2 separate regions of the Mus musculus genome follow, and region 1 is linked to region 2. The links are chromatin contacts, called in public HiChIP or PLAC-seq maps. All regions are on one chromosome and are shown on one strand. Each heading gives the region's core, a stretch centred on a gene start, on an enhancer-like site or on the middle of the called end of the contact. The rest is flanking DNA. Distances are from core to core; before and after follow the strand shown.

The links. HiChIP or PLAC-seq counts read pairs in DNA pulled down with a chosen protein or histone mark.
Region 1: an H3K27ac HiChIP or PLAC-seq map of the NIH/3T3 cell line shows a contact between it and region 2, with 3 times the contacts expected there. The contact joins the promoter of Zfp341 here to the enhancer-like site in region 2. A contact is called at or near these places in 4 of 39 promoter capture datasets (Sertoli cells, cancer-associated fibroblasts, macrophages and 1 more), 2 of 15 datasets of contacts at CTCF or cohesin (both in the NIH/3T3 cell line), 1 of 484 Hi-C or Micro-C datasets (the N1E-115 cell line), 19 of 115 datasets of contacts at active chromatin or transcription factors (the 230-238 cell line, the NIH/3T3 cell line, the SCID.adh cell line and 13 more) and 3 of 9 other capture datasets (adipose tissue, liver and pancreatic islet).

Annotation. Positions count from the first base shown.
Region 1 is chr2:154,609,746-154,616,653 of GRCm38.p6, reverse strand. It overlaps Zfp341 (zinc finger protein 341), which reads right to left and starts at 3,286. Exons shown (of 15, transcript NM_199304.1): 1 at 3,252-3,286. The coding sequence starts at 3,282.
Region 2 is chr2:154,454,247-154,461,569 of GRCm38.p6, reverse strand. The region is part of intron 1 of Cbfa2t2 (CBFA2/RUNX1 translocation partner 2); the gene reads right to left. Among named protein-coding and RNA genes, the nearest start is that of Cbfa2t2, 21 kb to the right of the region's middle. Within about 2 kb of position 5,674, at least 120 of the 459 cell types and tissues checked have an H3K27ac peak or open chromatin away from gene starts, as enhancers often do. A contact at or near this core is called in the N1E-115 cell line, the NIH/3T3 cell line, adipose tissue and 6 more, where this site is marked.

The sequences.
Region 1 (6,908 bases), core at 2,037-4,536, 160 kb before region 2:
TTGGAAATGTAAGCTGAATAAACCCTTTCCTCCCCAACTTGCATCATGGTCATGATGCTTTGTGCAGGGATAGAAACTCTAAGGCAATACCCCCCTCCCCCCAACCCAGTTATCTCTCTTAGGACTCTCCCCCTCCATCCTCCCCCATTTCTTCTCCAGGCAAAATGATTAAATTTAGTGAGGCAATGAATCATTAAAAATGACTAACACCTCACTTTAAGTCTTGAACGTGCTACACTGAATTGACATTCAAATCTTTTTAGATTTGAATTTATCAAAATTCTGATGTCTAAAATCCTTGGAATTATGCAACTATTCCATCCACTGGATGGTCTTTAGGTGGACTCCATATTATGAAATTTCTGCACCAGAATTGCATTATTCCTCACCTCATCACTCAATCGTGCATTCCTCGGTATTCTATAAAACCTAATGACTTTGTTATCGTTTAATATATTTTCAAATTACACAGGCAACAAGATTGAGAATGCTTGCAACATATCTGTCCATGGCAAAAAAAATCGCAAATGGAAAGTTGGACCCATCTTTCTTGGCCAACTCCATTCACTTTCACTTTGCAGTTCAGGTCCTTAACTCAGTATTTTCCTCAATGTTCTTCCCTTGCCCTGTTGAGTGAAGTTGTCTTTCTCTATGATACTACTGGGGAGTGGGGGGGGGGGGCACATACAGCGTAGAGGTGTCTTGAGGAAATGACGTGTGTCAAGGCTCTTGTGGCTCACTTTGATAATAGTCTATTTCACAGGTGAGGAACAGATAAAGTCAGGAGAAAGGAGGGTGAGAGAAGGGAGGATGTGGCTGGAAGTGACGCAGGCTTCCTGAACTGTGGGCAGTGAGGCTCCATAGCATGAAGAACACAAGCTGTTATCACCGGGAGAAGTCGGGTTCTTGGAATCACTCTGTCTATTAGAACTTCAGGAGGAAAAACAAAAAAAAATTTTTTTTCAAGATAAAATATTGGGCCTGTGAGATGGGTTCACACAGTGGGTGAAGGCACTTGGCAAGTTGAGTTTGGCTTCTAGGACCTACTGACTCCTGCAAGTTGTTCTCTGACCTCCACATGCATGCTGTGACCTAAGTATGCACACATACAGACCATACATATAAAAAAAGGTCGAAAACATAAAGCCCTTAATTAAACGTTCCACCCTCCGCTCCTTTCCCTTCTGGTGAAGTCCATCAGTACAAGCCGGGCACACTGCCCTTCCTTCCTTCCTTCCCATCAAGGCCCCTGGTGCGCTCCCGGAATCTTCCCTCACCCCACTGCTTCCTTCCTGACATTTCTAGACTTTTGGCAAATCTAACCTATTCTGCTTCCCAAATATATCTGGGATCCACCCTCTCCAGCCGCTTGGCCGAGCTCCTTACACTCCCTGCTGCCCTTCACCATACCCCCCCCCCCCCCGCATTCCCCAGAAGCCGGGGTGAACTTTATAAAACATACATCAGATGATGTGGCTCCCCTGATGAAAACCTTTTTTTAGCACCACACTGATCCCAAGATAAAGTTCAGAAGCCTCATCAGATCTGAGGAGGGCTTTTCTCAAGCCGCTCCGCTACACTGCACCGGGAATTATGGGAAATCTTGTTCTCCCTGGCTTCCACCACCTGGTCCTTCCGATGCCCTTTTATTTGGATCGCCACACACCTGCTGTTCTTCTCGTAGAAATTTTATTTATTTTGGTCCTGGGGACCTTTCAAGGCCAGTGAAACTACACTTCTCGAATCCTATTTAATTTTTTCTTTAGCTAATACACAAGCATATGCTTGTACGAAACGTTTAAACAATGCAATACCCCACTGTCCTCCAAAGGGAATGAACACCCACGACCTGACCACACGCAATACCCCACTGTCCTCCAAAAGGGAACGAACACCCACGACCCTGACTGACCACCCAGATCCACACCACCCCTGCTATTTTCTTCACAGAACACACCAGCTGGGGTCACCTTTGCAGTCTTCTTTTTTGAGTTCCCGTTGTTTTGTGGTTTTTCCCCCCTTTTATTTTCTGTACAATGATATTTTTAATACTTTTGAGATTATAATTTGATTAGGACATTCCGCCCTTCACTTTTCTCCCTCCAAACCTCCCATATAACCTCTCCACTCTCCTTCAAAGTCATGGCCTTTTAAAAAAAGTTGTTATTGAGTATATGTATGTACACATATATTCCTAATTGGTTTTTGAAAGTCTCATGGTGCCAAAGCTGGCCTCAAAATCCTTATGTGGCCGAGGCTAACGATCTTCCTGCCTGTCTTCCAACCGCTGGGATTATGAGCATGCACGGCAAACCCTGCCTGAGATTGCCTTCTTTTACTATTCTTTCCCACAATTCTGACGGCGGGGTGAGGTGGGGTAGTAATGAAGGAGGATGAGGACAAGTGAATCTGGCTTAGTAAGAATCACTGGATTTCTTTCAAAGGTAAGACTCAGGTGAGAGCTCATCCTCCAAGAAGCTAGTGAACTACAAGCCTTGGTTTCCTTCTGCCGGCCCGGCCCACAGATTTCCACTCGGGCTGTTCACTCCACCCTCCACCCACAAGGCTACTACTGTGTCCAACTCCTCTCCTGTCTCTAGAGCCATCCTTTGTTGTTAAACTCCAGCAGGTGCACATGGTGGCGCTCAGAGCTCCCTTTCTCCAGAGCCTGGGGCCCATGCACCACGGCGATCTTGCAGATCACAGAATCGAATCCGATTCGATCGGAGACCAGAGTAGCCCAAGCAGGCACACGCGTGCAGGGCTCAGATCGGAGCACGGTGGGTGCCCTGTGTTTACTGGTTTGGGCCGGTGGTCTCTCCCAGACTCCGCTGTGCACACAGGCGGCGCCTCCTTCTCTGCTCTGGACTTAGTAGGACTACATCCCAGCCCGGAGGCCACCGTGGGTCTCGGGACGTTCTGAGTGGTTCGGGCGCCCGACTGGGCAGCTGAGCCGCCCAGCCCTCCCGCACCGCCGTCTCTCCAGGCCCAGGCCCCCGGCTGTTTCCTGGGCGTGCACCCTCCCGCGCCGGCGGCCTCGACTGCCGCGCTGTTCCGGTCCCGAGGCCCCCTCCCCGCAGAGCCGGCGCTCCCAGGCTGTTCCCGCCCCCTCCCGCCCCGCGGCTGTTCCGGCCCGGACGCCCTCCGCCCTCCGCCCCGCGGCCTCCACGCGCCCTGGGCCCGGCGCTGCGAGGGCGCGGCGGGAGGGGGCGCCACGCGGAACAGCCGCTGCCCCGGCCCGACGCGCTCACCCTCCAGGGCCTCGAAGATCGCCTGCGCCATCTTGGAGCTGCCGCCGCCCGGGGAGTCGGAGCGGGGCTACGCAAGCATTGTGAGAACCGCGGCGGGGTCGGGGCCGCCAGGGGGCGCCCAGGAGCCGACGCCGAAGCCCCTGCCCCGGAAACAGCTTGCCCCGCTGTCCGGCCGGAGACCCAGTCCCCTAGTAGTTCCAATTCTACACAGACATACGTCCGGCGCTCGCACATCGCCTCCCAACGCGGACACCGACCCCAGTTCTTCAACACGCACCCCATGATCGCTGCACACAGTCTTCTTCAAGGTTGCAACACCAACCCACCTCACCGAGATTGTCTGTTACATGGACACCCCACACCTTGCAACTGTGCCACGCTGATTGGAAAGCAGCCTTCTCGAAGGACTCCTATCTCTGGTCTTAATTCCTCAGTTTATGTTAGATTCCCTCAGTGCTCTTCTTAACCCCAATTTCCAGCTTTGGAGGGACCTCCATTCCCATTCACACACCTCTCGACTGTGATTCTCTGAGACCCCATTTCTTTGACGACCCTATTACCATTTCAGCCATTCCTAGCTCAAACTCATAGGGAGGGGATCCACTCCCAACTTCATGTCGTCGTTTTTACATTTATTATTAATTTTGTTTTGTGTATATGGACACACATGGCATATATCTACACACAGACACACAACAAAACACATGTGTGAAGATCAGAGGACAACGTTCCGGAATCGATTCTCTTCCCTCCATCATGTGAGACCCTGGCACTGAACTCAGTCCAGCAGCAAGTGCTTTTACCAGCTGAGCCGTCTCTAAGTTTTGTTTATAATCCATGAAGTCCAATTTGAACTGCTGGTACATTATATTGATCAGTGTGTCAGTGTGGGGTCATCCACTGGAACATGGTTTATCAGGGACTACATATACACTTAGAGGACTTTCTCTCCCAAGACAGACCTCTGGGGATTTGTGAGGTCCTCATCCATGCATTCTGGAATGATGACTGGCTTGATCCTGTGCAGGTGGAGAAAGCTACAGCTGGTCTGAGTTTGCAAGTGCTGTAGCCCTGCCATTTCCAAGACACGATTTCACCCCAGGCCTCCCCAAACTCTGGCTCTTATATCTTTCCACCCCGACATTCACCATGATGCCTGAGTCTTGGAAAGAGGAAAAGATGAGATAGAAGTCCTACTGTGGCTAAACACTCTACTGACACTTTAACTAGTTGTGAGTTTCTGACTTAACTGTCCTCTGTTGCACAAAGTTCTGTAATGCTGGCTCACTTAATAGTCTCACTTAATAGTGTCAGCTGCCCTGAGTGTGTGGGGCTCGAAGAGGGCAGGGCTGCATACAGAGCCTGGTGAATGAATGCTAAGCTGGTGATCTACTTTAGCTCCACCTCAACCCTTGACCTTTAATTTTGACCTCAGTTTTTGTACTTACTATTCTCTCCAGCTTCCATTACCCTTCCTAACAGCTGACACCACTGCTTCTTGGGTCATCTACCTCCTCAAAGAGGCCTTTCCTGACCAACTACCCTGACTAACATAGCTTCTCCTTGTACCAGAATAAAAATTATCTGAAGCCATGGCTCCTCTTCTCCACCCCTCATTTACTTCCTGGTCTATGGCCTATGTTTTCTGATAGATTATGACTGAAGACAATTTTTTTTTTTTTTTGGTCTTGGCTATGTTTCTAGAACCTAGAACAATACCTGGCATATCGTAGGTGCTCAACAAACAAGTAATTTTTAAAAAAGATTTATTTATTTATTTTATGTATGGGAGTTCACTGTATATAGCTGTACTGATGGTTGTGAGCTTTCATGTGGTTGTGGGAATTGAATTTTTTGGACCTCTGCTTGCTCTTGGCCCAAAGATTTATTTATTATTATACATAAGTACACTGTAGCTGACTTCACACACCATCTCACCAGCCCCAAACAAGTAAATTTTTAAAAATTATATCTTCACTTCTATTATTTTGTGTGTGGATGTTTTATGTGCATATATAGCTGTGTGCTACATGCATGCAGTGCCCTGGAGGCTAGAAGATGTTGGATCCCCTGGAACTGGAGTGATGGAGGGTTGTGAGCCACCATATGGGCGCTTGGAATGGATCCTGGGTCTTCTGCATGAACAAGTGCTCTTAACCACTGCACTGTTCTCCAGACCCAATGATTAAAAGTTGAATTAAATGACCAGATACATTATAACGATAATAATAATGATAAAAGCAATGCCAGATGAAATTTTAGGGAAGAAATCAAAATCTGAGGCCAATGGGTCAATGGTGATGTTAAAAATAGAAAAGAAGAAATTCTGGTTTTATTCCTGGAAAGAAGGTAGAAAAAGGGCTTTAGCATTTGGAGTGAGCTCTGGGTCTGCAGAAGTTACAGGAAAAGGACTGCCTGGCCTGTGAAGTCTGTGAAGAGTGTTTTTGTTTTAGTGGTGGTAGTGGTTTTAGTTTTGTTTTGAGACAGGGTCTCACTATGTAGTCTGGCCTGGCTTGGAACTTACTATGTAGACCAGGTTAGCCTCAAATTCACAGAGATCTACCTGCTTCTGCCTCTGGAGTGGTAGGATTAAAGGTTGCCAACAAGATCAAGATAGTGGTGGCGCAGGCCTTTAATCCTAGTATTCCAGAGGCAGAGGCAGGTGGACCTCTAAAGTTCAAAGTCAACCTGACCAACAGAGATAGTTCCAGACAGCTAAGGATATACGGAGAAACCCCTGCTTCAGAAAAATAAAAAACAAAAGTTGTCAACACATCTAGCAAAGGAGTGGATTGGTTTTTGTTTGTTAGTTTGTTTTTTAAAGTAAACATTTAATTGGGGCTGGTTTACAGTTTCAGAAGTCCAGTCCATTATCATCAGGGCAGGAAGCATGGCAGCATCCAGGCAGGCATGGTGAGGGAGGAGCTGAGAGTTCTACATTTTGTTCTGAAGGCAAACAGAAGATTAGCTGTCAGGAGTAGATTTTTGTAGGGGAGATTTGTGCAGCGCTCAGCTGCCTTTGAGGATGGGAGGAAAGATCGACAAGGGAATTGTTTGATAATTAGGGCGGGCTAAGGAATCCACGGGCAAGAAGAGGCTTTGAGGGTGTGAACCTGCAGACGGCTGACGAGGCATTAGTAGGGCATGGTGGCAGCATTCCAACAGAGGAGCTCCAGCACATCTCTTTTCTAATTTTAGGAGTATACTGAGGAGAGGGAAAATCGTGGTTTGTATTGATTATTCCTCTGGCTGAGGCTTACATAGGTTATTTGCGGTAAAACAAGGAGGACATTTGGAGTCAAATGGTAGTGCAGTATTAGGACAGCGTGGTTATGATCATGAAAGCCATCTACTGTGGATGGCATCTCTTTGGCTCCCTGTTCTCTTTGTGGGCTTCCTGCTCTTTCTGGTTGCCCAAGGTTAGCAGACTGATCTCACTATTCCACGTTGTAGTTAAACATTTTTAAATATTGAACATCCATCAAACTGCCCTCTAAATTTCCATCTCTCTACCCACACATTAGTGCGTTTGTTTGTTTGTTTGTTTGTTTGTTTCGAGACAGGGTTTCTCTTTATAGGCCTGGCTGTCCTGGAACTCACTTTTATAGATCAGGCTGGCCTCAAACTCAGAAATCTGCGTGCCTCTGCCTCCTGAGT
Region 2 (7,323 bases), core at 4,425-6,924:
ACCATCTGTAATTCCAGTTCCAAGAGATCTTTTCTAGCCTCTGTAGGCATCAGGCAGTCATGTGGTACAAAGAGCCATACAGGTAAAACACACATACATGAAACAAATTTTAAATATAAACTATAAATATATAAAGTGGGTGCAGCAAGAATAATAACATCTTGAAAATGTGAGTTAGACCAGATAATTTTTGGCTCAAGGTAGAAGGGAAAGGAGAAAGGGTTTAGACACTTACCACAACAGAAAAATAAATCTCTAAAACCTTTTGAAACTGATCAGTATGCCTTCTATGTGCTGGAAAGGTACTAGACAAATTTTCCCAATATCAACACAAATCAGGAGTCAGCTGGCTGTGATGGCACATGCCTTTAGGGAGGAGACAGAGGAGGGTGGTTCTCTGTGAATTGGAGGCCAGTCTGGTGTACATAGATACACAGTAAGAACCAGTCGAGAAAGTAAGAAAAACAGGAGTAGGGGTAACAAAACAAACCAAATAGATTCAGAACAGCAGATTTTCCCACGATGAGAGAACTAGGAAATAACGTCTATACAGTTACGCACTAAGCTCAGGTTCTACCTATATATAGATGGCTGATTTGGAAGCCTTTCAAAAATAAGAAACACTATAGAATTTGGCCAATGGGCACCATAAACGGACAAAAACTCCAAGTAGGGGTAGAGGTATGTGTCCAACTCACAATTCAAGTCAGACTTCATGCTATTTTGGACACAGAAAATAGCATACGAGCAAAACATAACAAGCTATAAAATGCTGAGATGACACTAGCTTTGCTACAATTTCTTTTAGTTGTAATCTGATTACTTTAAAGTAAAATCTAACAATGAAAATGAGCCCTGCAGAAGTCATCTCTTTAACACTGGTATTATACACACTTAAGGAAAAAAATTCCCTCAGAATATTCAGGAATTATTTAATATGGACTAGTTTTAAAGAAGTAATTGTGGGACTACTTTTCTAACTATAGAATTCATGAACTACATCTGATTTTAACTAAGCTTTCTATTAAAAAAATACAAAGGTGGCAAGTGAAAAATGAAATAGAGACAGAAAATTAAATGAATCATCAAAATGAAACCAAGACTAAACTCTGATAAAATATCAATAAACATAATTTGAGATAAGCAGAAAGCTTTGGAAAGGCAGAATTGTACACTTTATTATCCCCAAAACTATATTAAAATGTACACTTACCCTGAATGTCCAAATTATAAAATCCAGACTCGTAAAATACCAAATCTACTTGAAATAGATATTAAAAAGCCTCTTTTCTCCCCCTAATCTTCAAAGCCCAATCGCAGACAGCCTTCCTCCTCCTTTCATTAGCTGGACATGTGTCAGCTCTCTCACATCTGCGATTTCTCACTGACTAGAGCTGCCTGTCCCATTCCAGGGAAACACAGATGGATCCCAGATGGGAAGGTCCTGCCAAACAGACCAGCTCTTCACCTTGCCAGAATCCCCAGATACAGTCAGTCTCAGTCTCTCAGTCTCTCAGTCTCTCAGTCTCTCTCTCCCTCTCTCTCTCCCTCTCCCTCTCTCCCTCCCTCCCTCCCTCCCTTTTCCTCTCTCTCCACTACCCTTCCACACTCCGGTTACCAGGGCGGGCGCTTTGCCAGCTGATGTCACTAGGTACACACCTCCTAGTGGCTCCTGGCCAATCTGACATTAACTTGTTAAATACATGTAATTTGTTTATGACTGACAATAACAGCTAAAATATTGTGTAAAACCCATCTATTCAAATCACTAGTGGAATAAATGTACACACAGACTCACATTTTGAGGGACATTCAAACGTTGAACAATCACCATTTAAAGCCCTACATACTGTGTAGTTTCTGCTATTGTTTAATAACTTCTGCTCTTTTGGCTAGTTTTAAATCCTATATGAGACAAAAGCCTTCATAAAATAAATTATAAACATATTCTGAATGTATAATTGGGTCAAAAATAAAAAGCTGCAAATTAGTTTTGGGAACATAAGCAGAAATATATGTAAATGATTCACACAAGCTGCCTCCCAGATCCAGACTTGGTGCTCTACTAAACTGGCCCATGATTAAATTAAGACAATGCAGGCAACAACGGTTCTGGTGCGGCTGTAAATCAAAGATAAGAAGACAATGCAAAAATTGCTTTAAAATCAAGTAAATATGAATGTAAGGTTCCCATTATTAAATTCAGAACTGTTAGTCTAAGTTTCAACAATGAAGATTACAGTAAAATTTGAGATAATTATTTTGAGAATCCAGAGAAATGACAGAACTACACAACATCAAGGTTTAATCCTTGACACTTCCCAACAGCTTATACAGATAATGTTTAATCAATTTCTGGGCCATGAAAACAGTTATCTGAAAACTGAAATATACCAGTTATTATAAAGATTTCATGGGGCGTGGTGGCGCACGATTTTAATCCCAGCACTTGGGAGGCAGAGGCAGGCAAATTTCTGAATTCGAGGCCAGCCTGGTCTACAGAGTGAGTTCCAGGACAGCCAGGGCTACACAGAGAAACTCTGTCTCGAAAAACCAAAAAAACAAACAAACAAACAAACAAATTAAAAACCCAATAAAGATTTCACTGTGGAGTAAACTGGGTGAAGGGCCTTGAGCTTCTCTATACACTCTTTCAATTTCCTGTGAATATTTTAGAATAAAAATATAAAATGAAGGAGGGGCTTGCCTTCTTCCCAGATCATACTACACGAACACATAGCTTATATTAACATTTACATGAACAAACATTAAAAATGAAGATGTCAGGCTGGAGATGGCTCAGTGGTTGGTTAAGAGCACTGACTGCTTTTCCAGAGGTCCTGAGATCAATTCCCAGCAACCACATGGTGGCTCACAACCATCTGTAATGAGATCTGATGCCCTCTTCTGGTGTGTCTGAAGACAGCTACAGTATATTCATAGCTATTAAATAAATAAATAAATAAATAAATATGTTTAAAAATTAGGATCTCCACATACATAATCAAACAAATATGCCTTCCTTTAGCTTCTACTATACTTTAGATAGATAAAATGTATAAACTTGGTATTTTCTGACTGGCAATGTTTTACAAAAACAGAAGATCCCCCAGAGGCAACTAGCATCAATATTAATTGATGCAGTAGTAATTTTTATTGTAAGTCCTGAGTATCAAGGACTACCTTTATTTCCTTACTTGTCGCAAACCGTCTATAGGACGGCCTATTGGGAGACATTATTATCTCAGTGTTACAACTAAGTAAAGAAACAAAAATATAACATGTGACTAGTGACAGCATCATGTCTGTATTCATATCCAGAGTCATTTTGTGGTACCTATACAATACTATGAAGTAAGAAAAGTCATCAAGACGCTTCTCAAGTGTGACACAGGGGCACACACCTTTATTCCCAGCTACTTGGGAGACTGTAGCAGGAACACTTTGTTAACCTATGAGTTCAAACTCAGAATGGGCAACACAGTGATGCCCACAAATATTTACTGATCCTAGCAAAACAATTCAGGAGAGAGAGAAGGAAGAAAGAAGGAAGCAAGGAGTAATCCCAAATTACCCACTCTGGAGGATGCTAACCACCAAGTCATAAAAACATCCAAGCATCTCTAATAGGAGGACCACTTGATAAGGAATCAAGATTTCTAACCAAAAAAAAAAAAAAAAAAGGAATGGCTGGGCATGGTAGTGGTAGTGGCACACGCCTTTAATCCCAGCACTTGGGAGGCAGAGGCAGGTGGATTTCTGAGTTTGAGGCCAGCCTGGTCTACAGAGTGAGTTCCAGGACAGCCAGGGCTATACAGAGAAACCATGTCTTGAAAAAACCAAAAAAAAAAAAAAAAAAAGCAATTTTTTTTTAATGTTTATGAGCGCTTCGCCTGCGTGTAAGTGTGTGAACCACATTCATACCTGGTGCCTATAGAGATCAGAAGCGGGTCGTGTTTTGTGAACTGGAGTTTACATATAGTTCTGAGCCACCACATGGAGGCTGAGAATTGAACCTGGATCCTCTGAAAGAGCAACAAGTACTCTTAACCACTGAACCATCCTCTCCAGCCCCCAGTAAGAAATCTTGATAGCATGCACCAAGCTACTACCACCTGCAAAGACAACTTGGAATTATATAACCCATGGAGAGTGAATAATATAATAAATGTATAATATATGTATTTATTTACAAAGGAAAAAGATGGTTTTCTCAAACTATGCCTGTATTCCCAGCCACAGACAAAAGGCTGAAGCAGGAAGACCATCCTAAGTTTAGGGCCAGCCTGGTCTACGTAGTTCTATCACAAAGAGTATAGATTTTAAATACTATTCCCCATTAAAAGCAAGCAAGCTGGGCTGGAGAGATAGCTCAGTGGGTAAGAGCACTGAGTTCTTCCAAAGGTCATGAGTTCAAATCCCAGGAACCACATGGTGGCTCACAACCATCCTTAATAAGATCTGAGGCCCTTCTGGTGTGTCTGAAGACAGCTACAGTGTACTTAGATATAATAATAAATAAATCTTTTTAAAAAAAAAGTAAGCAAGCAATTAATTTACAAGAACAGCACCCTCCCTGAAAGGGAGGGGAAATGGTCAAACTCCTCACATCAGAAAGCAAATAGTTATCTATCAAAGTCTTCTGAAAGAGACCTGGGTGAGACAGAAGGATCCCAAGCTCAAGGCCAAGGTGAGTAGCTCAGTAAGACTCCAAAACAAAGGCTGGAGTAAGGAGCTGGGAGAGTGGCAAGACAGACACCTGTATGTAAATTCTAGGGCTCAGGAGGTGCAAGCAAATAAGTAAATCAAGGTCAACCAGCTAAATAGTGAGTTAAAGAGCAACCTTGAGAAGTCCAAAACACAGGATTGAGAGGTGATTGAGAGCACTGGCTGCTCTTCCAAAAGATCTGGGTTCAAGTCCAATCACCCACATGAAAGATCATAGCTATCTGCAACACCCTGTTCTGGCTTCCATGGATACTGCATGTGGTGCACAGACAGACATGCATACAGGCAAGATACCCATACACATACAACAATACAAATAATGGGGGCTGGGGGTGCAAATAAAGCAACATAGCTAACTCCAAGCCAACTACAGATAACACAGTGAGACTTTTAACCACTGAGGCACCTCTCCAGACCCACTATGCACTTTAAATATATTATTTATTTATTATAAGTCGATTTCAAGTTTTTTTGAGACCTGGCCTCTAGGGTGTCCTCCAATCTGACTGCAGGCACTCAATACCTCATTCAGTTTAGCTGGTGTTGGAGATCAAATCCTGAGCTTTGTGCATGGTGAGCAGGCATTCGACCAACCTACCTACTACATTCCTGGCCATACCATACGTCTCCTGTTTTTCTTTAAGACAAAGAATATACAAAAGTGTGTGCAAAGGAAAAAAGGCTTCAGAAGAGAACACCAGTAAGCAGCACTGCTTGCTAAGGAAGAGTGTCCGTCCCTGAGGATCCCATGTAATTTGAAACAGCTGGATCTGAAAAGACAGGGAACCAAGCCAAATGCACATCATCTGTAGACAGAGAAAACAGTAGGTCTGAAAACCGAAAGCAACTGCTCCTTGAAAAAGGGACAGCACAAGACAGGGCAGTAACAGCTAGCTCAGTCACTATCTCATCAACGTACACTATACTACTCACAGTGCCCGCCCACACTCTCCACCTCCTGCCAGCTGTTATAGAAGCTAATGTGAAGGCTGCTCTGGATCATTTCACCTAAAACATATGATGCAGACACAGCCTCGTGAAGCCTCTCACTGAAAATCAAACTTGGTTCAAACATGCTTTGAAATGATGTTTTTTATTGGGGTTTGTTTTTGTTTTTTGGTAGCCAAGGGTACACAGAGATACCCTCTCTCAGGCCCACTTCCCACCCCTGGCCAAAGGAAAGTTTAAGTGACATATCACTTATTACAAAGCCTAAACACGGTGCTCTGATGACAAATTTAACATGACCCAACATGGAGACCAAACCCAAGGCTGAAAGTTCGGGTTTCTCTTCATGAATTGCCACTCACTGCAGCTATCGGATAGGTTCACGGGCATTCAGTACATTGTTCTATTTTTTGTGTTCAGAATTTTCCATAGCATGCTCATAGATTTGATTCACAGCTCTCCCCCACCCCCACAAAAAAAAAAAGGAAAAAAAAAAAGAAAGAGACAGAAATAAGAGGAAGGAAGGAAGGAAGGAAGGAAGGAAGGAAGGAAGGAAGACAGGGTCTCTCTACACAGCTCTAGAGTTCTGGAACTCACTATGTAGACCAAACCAGCCTAGAACTCAAGGAGATCTACCTGCCTCTGCCTCCCAAGTGCTGGGATTAAAGAGTGCACAATCAAACCCAGCTTTCAGATATGAAGTTTCTTTGTAACAAATTACTAAAATTAAACAAATAAGTAAATAAGTGAAGAGGAGGAAAAACATGGTGTAGTAACTCACACCATTGAACCCCGGGAGGCAAGCTGGACATCACTGAGTTCCAGGCCAGCCTGGGTCTATAATAGCCAGCCAGGGCTACAGCTACAGAGAGAGATAGAGAGACAGACAGAGACAGAGACGGGGTGGGGGAAGGGGAGGTGAAGACATAACTAACCCTTCTTATTTTCCTACCTTTGAACTTTTTTTTGCCTTTTAACTTGATCTTTGCCAGTCTCCCCCCTCTTGTCAACAGGTCCAGTGCCATTTAACAAATGGTGGTTTGGAGGATAAAAGACAGGCCCTTAGCACAGGCAGTGGAATTCCAAATGCTAGACTCTTGGCTCCACAGTGTCTGATTCAGAACTGCTGGGAACTATTAGTTTAGCTTGCCCACCCAGGCATGTGAGGCTGGGAGAGCGCCTTTCACACCACCCGCACAAGCCTCTCATTTATGCTACAGGCTTCAGTGATCATGTGCTTTTGTTCCCCACAGGAACACACCAAGTCCAATGTAACTCCAGACATTATTTAGGAAGGCCCAGAAGGAATATTGAAGCAGTTTCAAATGTAGATCTGCAAGATGTTATTTATATAATGGGGCAATAGTCCAAAAATAAATAAATAAAAATCTTTTCAAAATCCTCAAATACAAAGTGAAAAAGATCTACTGTTAATAGTCTCAGATGTTTTCTGGTTTGAATGACAACACTTGCCATTGTTTAAAAAACGCTTACCTATAACCTGCAACTGTGGCCCCAATCAGCCTGCACACATTTCCCATCATCCCTTATCTTTGACTGCTAAATCATACTTTCCTTCCAAACAAGTGTTCATAGAACATTGCACCCTATCAGTCCTTAAACCTCTGTTCTTGATTTATCTTTTTT